Linked DNA regions of Macaca mulatta: region 2 is linked to region 1. A link is a contact called in public Hi-C data. All regions are on one chromosome and are shown on one strand. Each heading gives the region's core, a stretch centred on a gene start, on an enhancer-like site or on the middle of the called end of the contact. The rest is flanking DNA. Distances are from core to core; before and after follow the strand shown. Region 1 holds the start of UBE2J1 (ubiquitin conjugating enzyme E2 J1). Region 2 holds the start of RNGTT (RNA guanylyltransferase and 5'-phosphatase).

The links. A called contact is a pair of places that touch in the nucleus more often than the background predicts.
Region 2: a contact with region 1 is called in a Hi-C map of prefrontal cortex, with 7 times the contacts expected there. The contact joins the promoter of RNGTT here to the promoter of UBE2J1 in region 1. A contact is called at or near these places in 6 of 14 Hi-C or Micro-C datasets (blood, cortical neurons, fetal cortex germinal zone and 3 more).

What each region holds. Positions count from the first base shown.
Region 1 is chr4:96,634,431-96,641,478 of T2T-MMU8v2.0, reverse strand. It overlaps UBE2J1 (ubiquitin conjugating enzyme E2 J1), which reads right to left and starts at 2,917. Exons shown (of 7, transcript XM_028847361.2): 1 at 2,570-2,917. The coding sequence starts at 2,600.
Region 2 is chr4:97,010,201-97,017,248 of T2T-MMU8v2.0, reverse strand. RNGTT (RNA guanylyltransferase and 5'-phosphatase) reads right to left here and starts at 3,151. Exons shown (of 15, transcript XM_028847364.2): 1 at 2,878-3,151. The coding sequence starts at 2,941. It overlaps LOC144340317 (a long non-coding RNA gene), which reads left to right and starts at 3,288. Exons shown (of 4, transcript XR_013416298.1): 1 at 3,288-3,660.

The DNA of each region.
Region 1 (7,048 bases), core at 1,668-4,167:
CCAAAAGAGGTGCTATATACACATCTACTCACTTTGTACTATAGGACTCTACTTCCTTGGCCAGAGCGGACCCAAACATGGGTCAAGTAAATTGATCCATAGACAACTACTGACAGGTTAGTCAGAGGCTTTGAGGTGATCCTACACAACAGCTCTACCCACAATCACAAGTCCATTCCAAAAAACACCATAAAGGAAAAAGTTTCCCCACCTATGAAATGAACAAATTTACTATATCCACATGCTACTACACTGGCCCTTAACCAACTATCTGTATTGTCTTCACTTCATCTTTCCACTCATACATCAAAGACAATCCCACATCAGATAAAGAGTAAAAGATTATGTCTCTCCCGTTGTGTGGTTGTTTTTTGTTTGTCTGGTTGGTTGGTGTTTTACGTGTGTGTGCACCCTGCCGTACGCAGGAAACTGGAGTTTTCAGTTGCTCCCCTTCACACAGGCATTACTCTAAAAATAACACAGGACTGAGAATAAAGCAAAGGAAGGAAGTATTTTCACGATGCCTCCCAGCATTTTCAGTAAGTCCCATATCTCACCTAATTCAACTTCTCCATGAACTCCAAATAATTCACACATTAACAAAAATAGATTTTTAAGAAGCACTGTTTTTTTTTTTAGAACCGCAACACTATCTTTGAGGAAATGAAACCAAAAAAAGGAAGCAATTTATGACACAGTTAGAAGCATGTCAACCAAAGCTCAACCAGCTGACAATAGTTGACATACTTTGGAAATGTACAAAATTCTGAAGAATTTTAAAAACATCATCATAGTATTACGTCTAACCTATCAAAATTGAGCGATGTTTTCTGACAACAATCTCTTGGGTTCCACCAGTTCTCCATTCCAAACTGCACTACTACTCACATGTGCATTATTCTCTGGACCTTTCACTGAGCACCTCTGCTGTCCTAAGGAACCATGTGACCAGGAAGCCATCATACATTTTTACCCAAACAGTTCTAGTTAAATCTACCACAATGTAAAGAATTCAATCATTTTACCATCTACCTTAAAAATTAAGCTTTTCTTTCCCTCTTTCTCTTTGGTCTTTTCTTCCTCCCTCCCCACCCCGGGGTTCTTTTTGTTTTTTGTTTTTGTTTTTGTTTTTTTAGATGGAGTCTCGCTCTGTTGCCCACACTGGAGTGCAGTGGCGCGATATTGGCTCACTGCAACCTCAGCCTCCACGGGTCAAGCCATCCTCCTGCCTCAGCCTCCCGAGTGGCTGGAACTACAGAAGTGCGCCAACACCATGCCCGGCTAATTTTTGTGTTTTTAGTAGAGACGGGCTTTCGCCATGTTGGCCAGGCTGCTCTCCACCTCCTGGGCTCAGGCCTCCCAAAGTGCTGGGATTACAGGCATGTGCCACCGTGCCAGGTCTTCATCAGATTTTTTTGAGGAGTCAGTGGCCCCTAAAATATTATGACCAATTCTACACACTTGGTCACCTAAGGACATTTCTGAGCTTGACAGCACTCAGGTTAACAAAGCTCCCTCCAATCAATATCCTCAGGCTTTTCTGGGGTTTTTGCATATTCTGAAACCATACAAAAAACCCAAAGATTCACAATGTCAACTCTTTCCATAAGGATGCTAGTCTTGCTAATTCCTACTGAGAAACAGCTTTTTTTGGAAGGAAATGTTAAGCAACGCAAAAGTTAGTGAAATCACTAATACCCTAGAGTTTATCATGCAGAGTTAACTGTAGAGTTTCTTCCCCCTGACAAAATGTATCAAGGTACAGATAGAAAAAATACCATTTAGAGGATCCAATGATTTATTTCAAGCCTGTTTCATTAAGCTGAGAAAGCTAGTTGCTTATCTTTATAATGCACCAGAAAGTAAAGGTTAGTATTGCTGGGACTGCTTGTGTAAATAAAGCAGGATCATTAAATGCAGGAAAGGAATCCTACGACTGAAGACAGATATGTTTCATATTAGCCAGTCTGGCAAAAATCAAGGTTAGCTCTCAAGAACAGGGCTCAACTAGGTGTTTTTTGTTGTTGTTGTTTTGTTTTTGTTTTGTTTTGCTTTAGCTCTACAGTTAACTGGTTTAGTTACAGAACACTTCCTTTATGTCTGTAATTGCATTCGCCCAAGTGCTGCAAATAGGATGTTTAAACGACTAACTCCTCAAATGTGAGTAAATCAGCAGGCTAATAGTCCACTGACAGCGACGGGGAGGGAATTAACGACGGTGTTCAGGATGCAGGTACAGCGAGGGGGTTGCTGACTATCGCCCACCCACATCACCTTTACACCTGTTCTCAGGGATGAGTTTCTGACCCAGCTCTACGGGACCGGGCGAAGACGAGAAAAGGGGGAGGCTGGGTGCTGCGGGCGCTGGCCGGCCGGGGGATTGGCAGCGGGCGTCCACCCGGCCACCCCGCCCTGCGGCCTGCACTTCCCGGGCAGGCGGCGGTCTCGCGTAGAGCGCGAAACCAGGAGCTGAGCCGCGAGTGGCGCCAGACGTGAGGGGACCGCGGCGACCGCCCCGGGGTCCAGGGTCACTCCGCACTCCTAGCCCAGGGGCCCCAGCCCTGCTCACCCGGACTCTTCAGGTTGTAGCGGGTCTCCATGGCGGGTCGCTGGCCTGGCTCCGGCCTCCCGGGCAGCTGCCACCTCCTCTCCACGCGGCCGCTGCCCAGGTCTCAGCGCGGCTCGGGCGGACGGGGCCTGGCCGAGGAGCCTTGGCAAATGCCGCCCAGTCCAGCCCGGACTGCGGGCGGGTGGCAAGGCTGAGTGCTGGCGAGGCGCTGGCTTCGCGATGGCGCCGCCTCCTCCGCTGCGCCCCCGCCTCCCTGAGTGCCTGGCAGGCACCGGCGCCGGCCGGGGCGTCGCTGAACCCGGCGCCCGGGCTGGAGGTCAGCCTCCTCCGGTAGCCGCAGGCCCAGCCCCGTCGCGGCCGCCCGGCTTGCGTCACCCGCCCTCGTCCGGGATTTGTGAAGTTGCCCTGACGTGGCAGTAGCTTCGTGGCGGTCGGTCCCTACCCAGCCGCCGCCGGCCCCGCGAAGCCGGCTTGGGGAGCTGCAGGAGCGAGCGGCGTCCTAGTCCTCTCGTTCCGGCCCCCGGAAACCGGCCTTCCGCCGGACCCTCTGGGGTCCGTCCCCAGGCGCTGGCGGGTTTCACCGAGGAACCGCGCGGCGCGAAGCGGCTCCGGCCCTACCCGCTGTAGGCGAAGTCTGGGATCCCCGGGCCCTGGAGAGCTCAGAGAGGGCGCCGGGCTCCGGCTGCAAAGCTGTCCGCATCCGGCTGCCCGCGCGCGGTCCCGCGGGGTCTGGGAAGGGCTTTGTTTTTAGATCCAGTCCCTGTTGCGGGGGGCGGGAGTTAAGTGAGGAGGGGGAAAGCCAGTGATAAGGGAATGGAATAGGAATTTTTTTTTTTTTTTTTGAGACGGTGTCACCGCTCTGTCGCCCAGGCTGGGGTGCAGTGGCGCGATCTTGGCTCACTGCAGCCTCTACCTCCTGGGCCCAGGCGATCCTCCCACCTCAGCCTCCAGCGTGGCTGGGACCGCAGGTGTGTGCCATCACGCCCGGTTAATTTTTTGTATTTTTGATAGAGACAGGGTTTCGTCGTGTTGGCCCGGCTGGTCTCGAACTCCTGGACTCAAGTGATCCGCCCGCCTCGGCCTCCCAAAGTGCTGGGATTACAGGCGTGAGTCACGGCTCTGGCTGGAGTTGGATATTCATAATAGTTTTTTTTCTTGGGTAGTGTGTTAGGTGCAAGACGCTGTTTTAGGCATTGCAGGAGTTTTGGGTTTTTTGGTTTGTTTAGATGTAAAAGCTGTCAAAAAAAAAAAAAAGGAATTACATTGAATTTGAGGGAAAGCATACAAATATGAAAGGTTAAACTTCAAAGGACACACTTCCTGCTTCATTGTCCAATGTGTGGGATCGAGAGAGAGGACTGAGTTCAAAAGTCTCAAGGAGTAGGAACCTACCTTAGGAAAGGAAAGGAGGGAGGGATTGGGAAGGTGGGCCGGATAGAAAGGGTTAATCAGGTTGGGCAAGTTTTATTCTGTTATATAAAGATATAAAACTCTTAAATTTGATTTGTTTTCTATTGTTAATATAAATCTGAATTTCTTGGTGAAATTGGGAGGAAAAAAGTGAAGGGTATCTAAAATTAGATGGTATCTTTTAAACCATTCCCTGAGGTTGTTTTCTGTATAGTAAACTGATAATCTGATTGGCTGAGACATGCAAACAAAACCAAACTCCAATGCTGTTTCATTCATTCATTGTGTTGAATCTTCAGATATATCTAACACTTGACACCCTCTCCTGCCACAGCTCTACAAAAACCCCTAATTTGTGCAATAGGCCCTACCACAGCAAGGCCTGCAAAGCAGGTGCTGTATATAATGCGCTCCTATTTGATAGCTGAGTACTAGAAGCCTTTTGCTATTCAGCCTCCAGGTCCATCAATCTCTGGGTGCAGTTGTCTTCTGGGGCTCTTCTTTAGCCACCACCACCTCCTCTGCTCCCTGGGGCTCTTCTCCCACTGGACTGGTTCAGTAGAAATAATCTCTCCTTCCTTGGTTAACAACAATAACAATTTATTGTGGACATGTGCCCATAACAATTTAATTATGGGCATATATCAAAGCTTAATTACAATCATGCTCCAAGATCAAAGCCAATTCCAAAATTTCTCTCAGTAGAGACATTTACAGAGAAAAGATAAGTGGCCGGCCAGGTGCAGTGGCTCGTGCGTGTAATCCCAGCACTTTGGGAGGCCGAGGCAGGCAGGTCACCTGAGGTCAGGAGTTGGAGACCAGCCTGGCCAACATGGCGAAAACCCGTCTCTACTAAAAATACAGAAATTAGTTTGGTGTGGTGATGCGCGCATGTAATCCCGGCTACTTGGGAGGCTGAGGTAGGAGAATCCCTTGAACCCAGGAGGTGAAGGTTGCAGTGAGCCGAGATCAGCCTGGAAGACTGAATGAGACTCCATCTCAAAAAAAAAAAAAAAAAGGCCGAGGTGGGTGGATCACTTGAGCTCAGGAATTGGAGATCAGCCTGAGCAACATGGTGAGACCCATCTCTACTAAAAATATACACACACTCAAAAATTAGCCGGGCATATGTACCTGTGGTCCCAGCTACTCTGGAGGCTGAGGAGGGAGGATCAGTTGAGCTCTGGGGGATGGGAGAGGAGGAGCAGGCTGCAGTGAGCCATGATCGTGCCACTGCATTGCAGCCTGGGTGATAGAGCATGTCTCAAAAAGACACAAAGAGAAGAGTAATTTTATTTAAAGGTTACTGAATTCTTGACTGACGGTGGGAAGGGAGCTCATTTCCCCGGAAAATTTCTTATCCAAAAATTACTTATTTTTTAAATCTAGAACACTTACTTCTTCCAAGAAAAATTTACAAATTATATCAGGTAAAGGTTCAATCCCAGATCAAATTTGGGGTAATTTTTCTTTACTTTTGATGATCCTAAGGAAAACTCCTTTGTTTTTCATTTCAAGATTTTTTTTAATCCTTAAAGCCGACTTCGTAGCTAACAAAAATTACAAAACATGAGGTTTAAAATGTTTCAGAATCTTAGAAAACATCTTAGAACCACAATCCTTGACCTGTGTAATTCATCTTTTCCTTAGTTAGGAACCAGAAGTTGTTTGAAGTGCAAGCCCTTTCCCCACCACCATTTGCATCCTTGTGCAAGGTCTGGACTATAGTTTTTTAGCATCTATTGTGTATCAGGCACTTGATATAACGTCAACTCATTTATTCTTCACAACAGCCCTGGAAGTGGTGGCACCAATTATTTATACCTATTTTACAGATGAAGATAATTGAGGTCTCAGAGAAATCAAGTATCTACTTCTCAGTTTTTTCAACTACAGATTATTATCTTTCTGGCATATGATTTTTTTTGTGTTAATGAGAGGAATTTTTCTAGTTTTCATCTATTTCTTGATTTGGTTTGAATACTTTGAAATATATTTTATAAAGGTTCTTAAAGCTTCAATGACTTATTCAAAAAAAGCTTCAGTGACTTATCTAGAAAATGAAAGAACCGTGATTCAAGTCCAGGTCTTCTGACTCTGAAACTTGGGTTTTTTTGCTACACTAAAAAGGAATCAGGCTGTTTTGCATCATTTGATTTTTCCACTATTTGAAAAAAGGATATGCTTCTTAGAACCTCCAAGCTATTCTTGGTTCACACACATATTCTTTAGCACTGGAAACATTTTTTAAATGATTTTCTTCTTGATCATAAAAGTAATACAGTGGTTGTTCAATATGTGGAATATGAACAAAATCCAAATCTCTCATAATCCTCCTGCTTAGAAAAGGCTGTGATACAGATTTTGGTGTATTTACCTTGAGCTTTGGTTTATAAGGCATAGGTATTTTAAGAACTGATATCCCATTATACCATATATACTTTTCTATATTTAAAATATCTGCCATACTTGTTTTGCCAGTTGCAGTGCTATTATCACTTAAACTGATAGTGTGAATTGGCTTATTTTACATCAATGTCTTCCTAGAGTAAAATTTTAAAAAAGAAAAATAGAAAGCCATATATAGACTTTATTGCATTGCTTCTCAGTCTTTTGGCTAAGATCAAATATAGACTTTATTGTAAACATTTTGTTAATTACCTTGAATATAATACTTTTTTTTTTTCAGAAAAGAAAAAAAAAACACACACACACACCTACTATAGTTGTTTCTCTTGTTTTACCCCCAGGATTCCCCCTTGGGATTGGTTAATAAGAAACATGGAACATTTTCCCATGGGGATGTAGCTGGTATTAATGTAATGGAGATGTTAGTTATTACCAGGGACACAAGTTTAAACTCTGGTTACCTGAACAAAAAAGGCAGGAAGGAGCTCTCGGCACCTTACTGCATTGCAGGTCTCATAATTACGCTTTTGCTTACCATCTGGCAGCCGGCTGGAAGATCTAGGAGAGAAAATGCTTCTGGTTTTTTTCTTCTCAGTTTCTGCTACGTTCAAGATATGTCTTGCTTGTTCATTCTATTTTAACACTTTTCTAATGTATTTC
Region 2 (7,048 bases), core at 1,902-4,401, 380 kb before region 1:
ACAAAAATTAGCTGGGCACGGTGGTGCACAGCTGTAGTCCCAGCTACTCAGGAGACTGAGGCAGAAGAATAGCCTGAACCTGGGAGGAAAAGGTTGCAATGAACCAAGATCTCGCCACTGCACTCCAGCCTGGGTGACAGAGCAAGACCCTGTCTCAAAAAAAAAAGGAAAAAAAAGGAAAAAGGGAAAGAAATTATAAGTTTGTTTTCTTCCAAGTATTCACCTGAAATCTATTAACTCAGAAGGAGGAAAAAACAATTCTCCAGAAAATAAAGCTTGGCCCTGTCTCCAAGAGCTCTCTCTCATTGCAAGTCTGGTTTCATTAGAGAAGGTGACTTCACAGGAGAACATATTATATGTAGTTAGTACCATTTTCTTTCTGATTCAGGAAAATTATGAACTTCTAGTACTAGTAAAGTGAATCCTAATATTTGCAACATATAAGTTTGAACTGCCATAACATTTTCCTCAATATGCAAAATATCAAAGAAATTACTGTGATGGTTAATACTGAGTGTCAACTTGATTGAATTGAAGGATGCAAAGTATTGATTCTGGGTGTAGGGGGCGTTGCCAAAGGAGATTAACATTTGAGTCAGTGGGCTGGGAAAGGCAAACCCACCCTTAATCTGGGTGGGCACTATCTAATCAGCTGTCAGCACAGCTAGAATATAAAGCAGGCAGAAAAAAAATGTGAAAAGACTTGACTGGCCTAGCCTCCCAGCCTACATCTTTGTCCTGTACAGGATGCTTCCTGCCCTCAAACACTGGATTCCAAGTTCTTCAGTTTTGGGACTCAGACTGGCTCTCCTTGCTCCTCAGTTTGCTGACAACCTATTGTGGGACCTTGTGATTGTGTGAGTTAATAGTTAATAAACTCCCCTTTACGTGTGTGTGTATATATATATCCTATTAGTTCTGTCCCTGTAGAGAACCCTTACTAATAAATTACACGATTAAGTACAAATTACTTTTTTTTGAGATGGAGTTTCACTCTGTCACCCAGGCTGGAGTGCAGTGGTGCAGTCTCGGCTCACTGCAACCACCGCCTCCCGGGTTCAAGTGATTCCCCTGCCTCAGTCTCCCGAGTAGCTGGGATTACAGGCACACACCACCACGCCATCATAGCTTTTTGGCTATTCATATATCTTATTTTGTGAAGTGTCCAAATTTTTTGCGAGTTTTTAAGTCCTTTGAATTTATTCTGTATAATACATTGATGGTGGGGCTATCAAGTGTTACCGCTTTGGAAAACAGGTTGGCAGTTTCTTAAAATTCTTAAAACATACACCTATTATATGATGCAGCCATTCCTCTCCTAGAGATTTACACAAAAGGAATGAAAGTATATGTCCATACAATGACTTGTACATAAATGTTCACAGCAGGTTTATTTGTAATAGCTAAAAACTGGAAACAACCCAAATGACCATCAATAGATGAAGAGGTAAACAAATTGTGGTATACCCAGAACAATGGACTACTACACTGCAATAAAAAAGGAATAAACTATTGATACATGCATAATCTGGATGAGTATCAAAATAATTATGCTTAGTGAAAAAAGCCACACACACTTCCTTCCACCCCAAGCAGAGTACTCACTATATGTTTCCAATTATTTAAAAATTTCTAGAAAATGCAAACTATAATTACAGAAAGCAGATCAGCAGTTGCCAGGCAAAGAGATTTAAAAAGGGACAGGAGGAAACTTTGAGGGGTGATGGTTTCATGGTTGTTTCCTAGGAAAGAGATGTATTTGTGTATATATAGTCAAAATTTATCAAACTGTACACTTTAAAGCCTATTGTATTCAAGCTCAATAAAGATAAAAAAACTACAAGAAAAATGATTTAAAGAAACAAAAACCAGACCAAGCAGGGTGGCTCTCGCCTATAATCCCAACACTTTGGGAGGCCGAAGTGGGAGCATCGCTTGAGTCCACGAGTTCAAGAGCAGCCTCGGCAACATAGTGAAACTGTCTCCACAAGAAATAAACAAAAAAATTATGGCTGGGCGTGCTGGCTCACGGCTGTAATCCCAGCACTTTGGGAAGCCGAGGCGGGCGGATCACTTGAGGACAGGAGTTGGAGACCGGCCTGGCCAACATGGTGAAACCCCGTCTCTACTAAAAACACAAAAATTAGCCAGGTGTTGTGGCACGCACCTGTAATCCCACCTACTTGGAAGGCTAAGGCAGGGAGCCGAGATCACGCCACTGCATTCCAGCCCGGGCGGCAGAGAGAGACTATGTCTCAAATATATATATTATAAATGTGTATATATATATTAAATAAACAAAAAAAGTAGCCGGGTGCGATGGCAGGAGCCTGTAGTCCCGGCTACTTGGGAGGCTGAGGTGGGAGGATCGCCAGCCTCAGCGAGAGACCCTGTTTCACAAAAAAAAATAAAAACAAAAAACTAACAAAAACACCCTCCAGATTCCCAGTCTCAATGTGACCCCATTTCACCGCTGGGAACCGCCCCTTCCCTCCTTATCCTCCTCCATCTCAAGACTGACACTCATCCCTTCTAATTCGAGGGGAAGGTTGAACCCTAAAAGGTTCACAAACTACTAAGACTCAAAGTACGCCCACTGTATTCCTGGATCCTCACCTCCTGCCACCAACCTACTGTCTACCTTCACATTCGCACAGTTAGCCTGGCAGGAATAGTGACAAGTGCCCCCCATCCGCCGACCATCCCCTCCCGTTCATGTTCCCAAACATTCGTCCACGAAGCGTAATCAGATGGAGCATATCCCACTCCTGAAATACCACTAACGGGCACAGAACCACCAAAAGCTGAGCTCCTCAGTCGGCCCACCCCCGGGCACGCTGGAGTGTGGGGATTCGAATACCCCCCAGTCCAGGTTACCTGCCACCGGCTGGCCGCGCCGGGGACAGTTCAGCCACCGCGGCGGGATCTTGTTGTGAGCCATGTCTTGGGGGCTGCGCAGAGCTGCCCTCCCTCACCAACGTTCGCCGCGCCTTTGCAGCCGCCTCCCCGTGGTCCGGTGCGCACCGGGGTCCGAGACACCCGAATCGCAGCAGTAATCCGAATTCCAGCCGCTCAAATCCGGGTAACGTCAGGGGCAGCGCGCCACTTTCATTCAGGATCAACTCCACCGCTCCAGGCGAACCCACAATGCACTGCAACTTCCGCCCCCGAAGGCCCCGCCCCCTTCTTTCCGAGGTCAGAGGGAAAGAAGAGGAAGCTCTGCGGAAGGATAGCAAAGAGTTAAGGCGGCGACGAATGGGAGGAGCGGTCCGTCTCTCGCCCCGCTCGGCCCCGCCCCTCCCGGTCGCGGTCCCCGGACGCGCACTTGCGCTCCTGGTTTGCCTTTGCATATGTGCAATTGCGTTTGTACCGAACTCCGCAGGACGAAGCGTGTATTTTTTTCCAATCTAGACAACCTAGAGAAACCCAAAAAAGAGGGAAGCCAAGCCCCTTTCCATGCGTTGATTGCCCGTCACTTCCATTAAGGCATCTGTTTTACTGATGAAGGAGGCCTTCTGAGCGTTACCACAGCGCAAGCTTGGCGTCCCAGCTGGATCTAGGTTTGATTTGGTATTAGGGAAAGTTGTTCAAGGGAATAAGTCTTAGGAGAATTCTAAGGGCGTGAGATTGGAGTACCAGAAATGGGGAATTTTTCTTACGGTGAGTACTTACGAGGATCTATGAAGCGTCTGAAATTAATTCCAGAACACTTAGAGTTTTGTTTGTACATTTCTTTATCAAAGTTTCAAAGCATACTGGGGAGTTTGAGAAGGTCCATGTCTCCAAAAAAGTTACTAAATAATGTGTATAATTGACAAAGGCAGGAGTTGCTCAGTGGAGAACCGTTTCGTGGCGGTGTTCTCCTCTGCCTACCAAATAAACAGTCCCTTTTATTTTCCCTTCGAGTTAAGCAGAGGTGCTTGGAAGCATTTTATGAATGCCGTCCTTTAACGAGCCTTTCCTTTGTTACCAGATTAAATTAGTGTTAAATATAAAGCTGGATGATGGCAAATCAATTATAAAGTAGTTTGGCTTTAAACACCAATGCTGTATTGGAACTGCAAGAGCATAAGGCTGCAGGGAATACATTTTTAAAGCTTCGATGGGGAACTTTCTGGGAAACTCAACCCCTTGAATGCCTGGACCCCCTCAGTAAGAGTCCCATCAGTAGAGACAGTCTGACAGCCATCTCTCTGAGGCAGCCTGAGTTAGGTCACACTTCTGGTCTGTCCTGCTGTTGCGTCTGCTCAGAACTGTTAGTGAAAGTGTCAACTCCTCCCCTGACAGAACAAGATAATACCCAGTTTGTTTTAAGGCCATCAGTCTACCCAAATAATCTCCTATTAATTCCCTTTTCTGCTGATAGAGTGTGTACCATGCCCAAAATGGTAAAAAAATAAAACCTTCCATCCCCAGCCCCCTTCAAGGATGGGAAAGGTGAGCCTGATCCTGGAAGAGTATCTTACCTTCCCCTTCTGGGGATGACTCCCCTTGGAGACTCCCCTTCCCACACACACTGTATCTACCCAGTAGCTCAGTTCTAGGCACACAGAGGCTTCATACCACTGGTGAGCAACTATTATTGGCTGTAAGGCAGCAATGTGCACTGGATTTTTACTCAGCTATCCAGTTATGCCCTCTCCATACTCAGTGCCACAGAATTGGGAGGACCCTGGGGCTACCTTTTGCCCACAATAGAGAGTAGAATAAGAGAGTGGCATCCCGATGAGTAGGCAGTTTCTCTCTGCCTGTCAGGAATGACTTGCCTGATGTGTGTTTCTGCCATATTGCTCCTAGGCCCAAGTCTCTTTCTTCTCTGTGAGAAGAAAAATAGACACAGATGGACCAACGTGATTCCTCCCCCGCTTCCTGGAACCCCTGACTCACACTCTCAGATATGTCTTCGTCTCCTCTTTATCAGATGTAGATTCTCGTCGTTGGTGAATCTTTCATCAAACATCCATTTTGCCCCTAAGGAAGAGTGTATACATGTAAAAAATAAGATTGAACGTTCTCTTTTGGCAAAAGAGAGAGATCTTATCTGTCTTCCCTTTTCCTAAGACATTTCCTTGAGAAACACTTGTATTTATTAATCCTTCCTCTTCACTTTGCTATGTAGATAAATCTTTTGTTTTTGCAGACAGGGTCTCACTGTCTCACCCAGGCTGGAGTGCAGTGGGCATGATCCGGGCAGCTTCACTGCAGCCTCAACCCCTCAAGCTCAAGCAGTCCTCTCGCCTCAGCCCCCAAGGAGCTGGGACTACAGGTGCAGGCCACCACACCCCACTAACTTTTTTATACTTTTTTCATCTCAAATTCCTGGGCTCAAGCAGTCCTCCAACGTCAGCCTGCCAAAGTGCTGGTAAGACAGCCAGGTGGGAAGGGTTCCCTGGCAGAATCTCCTACTGACCTGTGCACTGGGAGGAATGCACACTGGGGTGAACCTTGGGAAATTTGTGCCATTCGCAGTGGGGAGGAACCTGGCCCCTCGTTTTCCTGGTGGAACCTGGGATTCAGTCTCCCAGGCAGGAAGCACTCTGGCTTTGGGGAGAGTCTCTGTTTCCCTTTTTTTCTTTTTGCCCAATAAATTCCATTCTCACCCTTCAAGGCATCTGCAAGCCTAGTATTTCATGGCCGTGTTGCAAGGACCCAGCTCTTAGCTGAACTAAGGAGAAAGTCCTACAACAGCTTTGGCACCCAATGTGGGACTTGAGAAGTGGTGAGTGACATGGGGACTCAAAACTTCTCTGTCATTTCTAAGCCTTTTCATGCATGGACTTCTGAGGGTAGGGAAACCGTGCCCCCACCCCCAACCCTCCCCGGGGTCAAGGGCCTTTCCGTGGCCTTTGCCTTCATTTTTTGGGAAGGACAGGCAAGCCGTGGCTCCAAGCTCCTTCTCTCCTCCCAGCTGGGGCTGGAGAATGCCACATGTCCACAGCATCTTCCCCTTTCCTGGCCAAGGCTGACAGTAATTAAGCTTCTCTCCCTGGTAGAGGAACCATTTGCATAAGAATAAGAGGTTCTTCCCCCAGGCATCCTTTTTTCTTCACCCCATCAGCAGTTAACTTTTTTTTTTTTTTTCTTTTTTTGAGACGGAGTCTCACTCTGTGGCCCAGGCTGGAGTGCAGTGGCCAGATCTCAGCTCACTGCAAGCTCCACCTCCCGGGTTCACGCCATTCTGCCTCAGCCTCCCGAGTAGCTGGGACTACAGGCGCCCGCCACCTCGCCTGGCTAGTTGTTTTTTTTTTTTTGTATTTTTTAGTAGAGACAGGGTTTCACCGTGTTAGCCAGGATGGTCTCGATCTCTTGACCTCGTGATCCGCCCATCTCGGCCTCCCAAAGTACTGGGATTACAGGCTTGAGCCACCGCGCCCGGCCATCAGTTAACTTTTAAACCAGATTTTTTTTCTTTTTCATTAGGCTAGGAATGATAAGGATCCCTGTTTATATTCTCTGTAAAGTTTGGTTGTGAAAAATGATCTTGTTGGGACTGGTTTTCTTCTGCCTGTGTAGCTACATATGTGTTGTATACATGATGTCTATAAAAAGAGCTCAAAGGCCTGCCACGGTGGCTCACACCTGTAATCCTGGCACATTGGAAATAAAGTCTAGGGAACTCCAGATCACTGACAGTAGGTGGGATAGAAACATTGGTAAAATCAGATAATTCCTATCTTCTAGGCCCTCCCTGCTTCATGGGTGCAAGCCGCTTTGGCACCCACAGCAGCACCTGACAAGGTTGCTGGGACTCAGGGATGCAAACACAGAAGAGGAAAAGAGAACATTCTTCCCTCTCTCCCTCACATACCTGGGGTATCTGCTAGGAAGAGAAGGGAACCAGGGATTCCTGCTCTCCTTCTTTTAGATGGGTAGCCATTCATCTTCAGTCTATACCTCTTTCAAATGCATCTGAACCCCTGAGACTCCTTTAAAAAGCTCCATCTTTTTTCCTCTCTCCTCCTCTGTCCTCTCTTCACCGGGAGGTGTCCGGTATGCATCTACGTCATACCGGACACTCCCATCAGATGCATCCTCCAAACTGGAAAGG